Linked DNA regions of Gossypium hirsutum: region 2 is linked to region 1. A link is a contact called in public Hi-C data. All regions are on one chromosome and are shown on one strand. Each heading gives the region's core, a stretch centred on a gene start, on an enhancer-like site or on the middle of the called end of the contact. The rest is flanking DNA. Distances are from core to core; before and after follow the strand shown. Region 1 holds the start of LOC107947046 (phosphoglycerate mutase-like protein AT74H). Region 2 has its middle 19 kb from the start of LOC107947049.

The links. A called contact is a pair of places that touch in the nucleus more often than the background predicts.
Region 2: a contact with region 1 is called in a Hi-C map of hypocotyl, with 2.9 times the contacts expected there. The contact joins the enhancer-like site here to the promoter of LOC107947046 in region 1. A contact is called at or near these places in 6 of 34 Hi-C or Micro-C datasets (hypocotyl, leaf, petal and 1 more).

What each region holds. Positions count from the first base shown.
Region 1 is chrD12:58,852,380-58,855,079 of Gossypium_hirsutum_v2.1, reverse strand. It overlaps LOC107947046 (phosphoglycerate mutase-like protein AT74H), which reads left to right and starts at 1,380. Exons shown (of 5, transcript XM_016881594.2): 1 at 1,380-1,926; 2 at 2,031-2,150; 3 at 2,449-2,662. The coding sequence starts at 1,383.
Region 2 is chrD12:58,925,803-58,928,502 of Gossypium_hirsutum_v2.1, reverse strand. No RefSeq gene overlaps it. Among protein-coding and RNA genes, the nearest start is that of LOC107947049, 19 kb to the right of the region's middle. Within about 2 kb of position 1,447, at least 3 of the 9 cell types and tissues checked have an H3K27ac peak or open chromatin away from gene starts, as enhancers often do.

The DNA.
Region 1 (2,700 bases), core at 131-2,630:
AAGTTTGAGTTATAAGTTGAGTCATTACATATTTGGATTTCTTTTCGATTTTGACCATTTCAGATTTAACTTATTTTGAGTTACTTGATTGAGTTAAATTGTATTCATGTTGTTTTGGATTCAGGTAATTATCGAAAGTATTTGATATAAATCTCAAAATATGTATGAATTTTAGTTTAATTTACAATTTTATATATGAAATTTTTATTTGCTCCAATTCTCATGAACTATTAACACAATTATCAATGTAGCGTCATATTATTTTTATATCTTGTATACACAAATAAATTGATGTATTTATTCCTTTAAACGTGTAATTGAATCAAAATTAAAATTTCATTTACATATTTGAACCACAATCAAAGTTTCATTTGTAAAAGTACCATAGGGGCTCTTATAGTAGCAATCAAATTGTATTTTATTGCCCCTTTGCTCAACAAATAGGCAAATTGGTCTCTATACATTAGATCAAATAGTAAATTGATCCTTCTGTTAAAAATTCAATCCATTTTTACTGTTAAAAACTGGTCCTTATACATCAGCACAAGGTACACGTGGTATACCAGGTGTAACTGTCTAGTTATTTCATCAGTCACACCGATTTTTAATAGTAAAAATGAATGATACTTTTAATAGAAATAACCAATTTTGATATTTGATCTAAGGTATAATAATTAATTTACCCATCTTTCAAGTAAAAGGGACAAAACACAACCAAACTCCGAATATAAAATTTTTTATGGTACTTTTTATCAAATTTGATGTACATAATTACATGTATAATTTTAAATTTTATTTCAATTTTTACTCTCTCTCTTTTTTTTTTAATCAAAATCAGGTTAAATCAATTTGTATTTTAATGGATTGGATGTAGTTTTGAGATTCCAATTAAATTCAGCCAGCCATCGCCTAGCTTTTCGTCTGCCACTGCTCTCAAAACATGGAAAATAATTGTCAAAGGGTGGCACCTGGACTCTTTTTGATTGATTCATCGTATTTGGTTTTGGATTTGTCTTTTCAGTACTTGAATTTAAATTTACAGAAAAAGGTTAGAAAAGTCTCTTCAAAGTTGTACCACATCCATTTACATCCACGAGAGATGGAGCAAAACAATGGAAACGACACCATATTTGCAGAAACGTGGAGTTAAAGCGCAAGTGAACAAGAAGGGCCTTACCCACTGAAAATGATGGACGAAGAAACGAGCTCCGTCTAGCTCCCTGTGAACTTGGAATTGGACCGTACAAATTTTTATAGTCTTCTTCAGTTTCCAAGCTGCCTGGACCACTATTATTAGTAACATGTGTCCCATTAAATTCATGGTCCTCATTGCAAGCTGAGATGATATTTTCTTTCCTTATATATATTTTCTTAAATTCTTCATGTGTGAAAGCAGACCTTTGAACTCTCAAAGTATGGTGGCCACTCTTACTTCCACACCACCATCATTTCTCCCACTTTGGCGAAGAAAACTACCCACTTATAATCCTACACAATGCCTTGGAACTGGAAAAGAAGCCCTTGAAATCTCTAGTAATGGATACATAAAGACCAACACTATTGATTTCCCTGAAAAGGGTATTTCAACACATCCCGGAACATCATCAACTCCTCGTCCGCCTAGGCCTCGCCGGATAATACTTGTACGGCACGGAGAGAGTGAAGGGAACGTCGATGAGACGGTCTACACACGAGTTCCTGATCCCAAGATTGATTTAACCGAGAAAGGCAAGGCTGAGGCCGAGGAATGTGGATGGAGGATAAGGGAAATGATCGAGAAAGATGGAGCCAATGATTGGAAGGTCTATTTCTACGTGTCACCTTATAAAAGGACACTCGAAACACTTCGGCACTTGGGTCTTGCGTTCGAGCGGTCTAGAATTTCAGGCATGAGGGAAGAGCCTCGTATACGGGAGCAGGATTTTGGTAGGTCACTCTATCTCATGCATGCATCGATTGCTGTCATTTAGATAACGCCTTAAATATTTAATTTGCTTGCCATTTTTCGCCATGATTGTGTTTGGCGAAAGGGAATTTTCAGGACAGGGAGAAAATGAGACTTGACAAAGCTCTTCGGCTGCGCTATGGTCGTTTCTTTTACCGTTTTCCTAACGGAGAATCAGCAGCAGATGTCTATGACAGGATCACAGGTAATACTAGTAAAATATAAGGCATTTTTTAGTAGATTAGCCAATGATCAGAGTAGCCAGGGGGCTGGTAGGCCCGGACCCTTGAATGAAAATTTTTTCATTTAGGTGTTTTAATTTTTAAAAAATTTTAAATTAGTAATGGTAAAATTATACTTTAGTCTCTCTATAAATGATAAAAATTTAATTTGATACTTTAAAAATTATAAAAATATAGGAATAGTAAAATTATATTTTTACTATACTAAAAATTAAAATTTAATTTTGGTACCTAAATTTTTTATATAATGAAATGAAACAGGATTCAGAGAAACACTTAAGGCAGATATTGATATTGGACGGTTTCAGCCACCAGGCGAACAAAGCCCAAACGTGAACTTAATTATTGTCTCACATGGCCTAGCCTTGCGTGTGTTTCTAATGAGATGGTATAAATGGACTGTGCAACAATTTGAAGGACTCAATAACATGGGCAATGGTAACTTGATTGTCATGCAAAAAGGTTATGGCGGAAGGTACTTTTTCAGCCCAAAATGGACACACACACACACAC
Region 2 (2,700 bases), core at 198-2,697, 73 kb before region 1:
ATTTTCCCTTTTCCTCAATTATCCTTCGTACAATTCAATTCTTGATCTATATAATAATTAAATTCAATATATCAAATTGAAATATACTATTAAATATTATTTTTTATGCATATGCCTTTAAATTTTCATTATTTTTACAATTTTTCCCTAAACTTTTACATTTCTTTCAATTTAACCCCTAAAGCCAAAACTATTTAAATTTACACATTTCATTCCTAATATTTAAAAACGAACAGCATATCACCCTCAAATAGCCCTTAAAAAATTTAAAATTTAATATGCCAAATTTTGCAAAATTTCATATTAGTCCTTAAATTCAGAACTATCAAAATTTCCTTTACAAAATAGTCCTAAACAACAACCAAGATTATAAATCTTTCATCTAACATCAAAACCAACTAAAAATCATCAATGGTAGCTTCCAAAATTTTTAGCAGTTTTACAAAATAATCCATGAGTTAGCTAGATTAAGTTACGACGATCTCAAAAACATAAATTCACTAAAAATAGGCTAAGAATTCATACCATGCAAGGGTGGAAGAGGTGACCGAAGCTTTTAGTTAAACAACCATGGTGTTTTGGGTTTCCAAATGTTGAAAAAGAAAGATGATAATGCTTAATTCCTTTTCTTTTTATTTTCTTATTCTTATGATTTAACTTAAGTTTTAACATATAAAATTATAATTTTATGCTTTAACCGTCCACCAAAACTACTATTTTCCATAAAAACCCTTCCACTTAAATTGATTAAGCCATTTAATCATTAAAATCCAATAGCGATTAAGTTTTATGTCTTTTACAAATTAGTCATTTTTCTTTAATTAACTAATTAAACAATAAAATTTCCGAACCGAACCTTCACATACCTAAATAGTAGTTTTGTAAATATTTAATAAAAATATTTATGAGCTCGTTTTATAGAAACGAGATCCTGTTACCTCATTTTTCGAAATCATTTGATTTTGGGGACAAACTACTTAAACTAAATTATTTATTCTTTTGGCTAAAATTCATCAAGTCAAAATTCAATATAAAATTATAGTGAACTCATATGAATTAGATAATTATTATTATAAACTTACTCATCGGATTTGTGGTCTCAAAATCACTGTTTTCAGACACCACTAAAAACAGGCTGTTTTTCGACACTTATCCCATGCATTAAAAGATTGCCCGAATGCCAGTACCATTCTTACAATTGGAGGGTTGGATAACAGGCTTCTCACGAAGAATTATGCTTGCTGCATCGATTGGCTCGAGGATATGTTGCGCGTGCTAGATAAAAAAGTTGTTGCTGACTTTTTCACTATTCTTTGGAACAACTGGAACAACCACAATAACTACATTTTTCGGGGCAAAGAGGATGAAGCTAGGGTGGTTTGGGAGAGAGCTAAAACTCTCAGCAACGAGTTCTGTATCCATAATCTGGTAAACAACCCTTTGATCCCAATTGCCCCTGCTTGTCATAAATGGAAAAAGCCTCCTTGCGGGTTCATAAAAGTTAAACTTCGATGCTGTTGTTGCTCCAAATAGAACTAGTTATGCGATGATTGCTAGGGACAAAGATGGCTTTGTCATTGGAGGAGGAGGGGGCTTTAAAGAAGAAGTGTTGACCGTTGAATGGGCAGAAATCTATGCTCCCGAGGAAAGCTTGAAGCTGGCAAAGACTGAATATTTCAAAAGCTTTAATTGAAATTGACTGTGCAGTATAACAAACAGGGTAAAAAAACATGATTTGGAGATCACCATTATGGGCACGCGCATCAAGGAGATTCTTAAAACTATGAAAATATTTGAGTCTGTTTCTATTTGTTGGACCAGTTGTATTTGTAATAAAATGGCCAATTTTATTTGTAAAGATACCATTAAAAAATCTTGTAATTGGACCTTTGCGACGGATTATCCCGAAAATATTCATGCATTCGTGATCAAAGATTCTATTAATTGAGTAGACCTTTTTTCAGTCTTTTTTTCAAAAAATAAAAACCAAACCAAATTTATTTAAATGCTAAAATTTAAACTAAAATGCATATATAACCTATCATGGTTAACCTAAGTAAACAACACACTAAAATGAGACTAAATTTAGGCAACTTTACTTTAAAACAAGCCAAAACACAAAAATACAAATGACTCGAAAACATATCATAAATATGCACTTATCATGGAGGTACAATTATATCTTGACGTTTGACAAAACAAATATCAATTGATGTCTCTTCAAATCATGTAAAAATAATTTCAAAGCATAGCAAGATAAAAATGTGTTTCCGAAGTAATAATTTGACCAAGGCATTACCAACAGTAATATTTGGAGAGTTAGTAAACAAAATTGAAATACATTGATTCAAAGATGTTAAATGATATTGTCATCTTTTCCTTTACCATGGTTTTGTTGAATTAAATTACAAGAAAACTTGCGACTTTCTTCATAATTTTTTATCTCACAAGATTTGTTTACCTAATAAAACTTTCAAGGAGCATTATAAATCCTAAATGAAAGTGGATGTACGTAATAAATTCTATAACACCAAAACGAGATTTAATTATCATATTCGTATTATGACATGATAGTTGAGGATCTATATACAAACTTATGTAGTCCAATAACAGAGTATTATCTTCCCATTGTCTTATATTTTCTTTTTCCTTTTTCTTCTTACTATAATTTTCATAGGTTTTTTATAGCTCAGTTTTGAA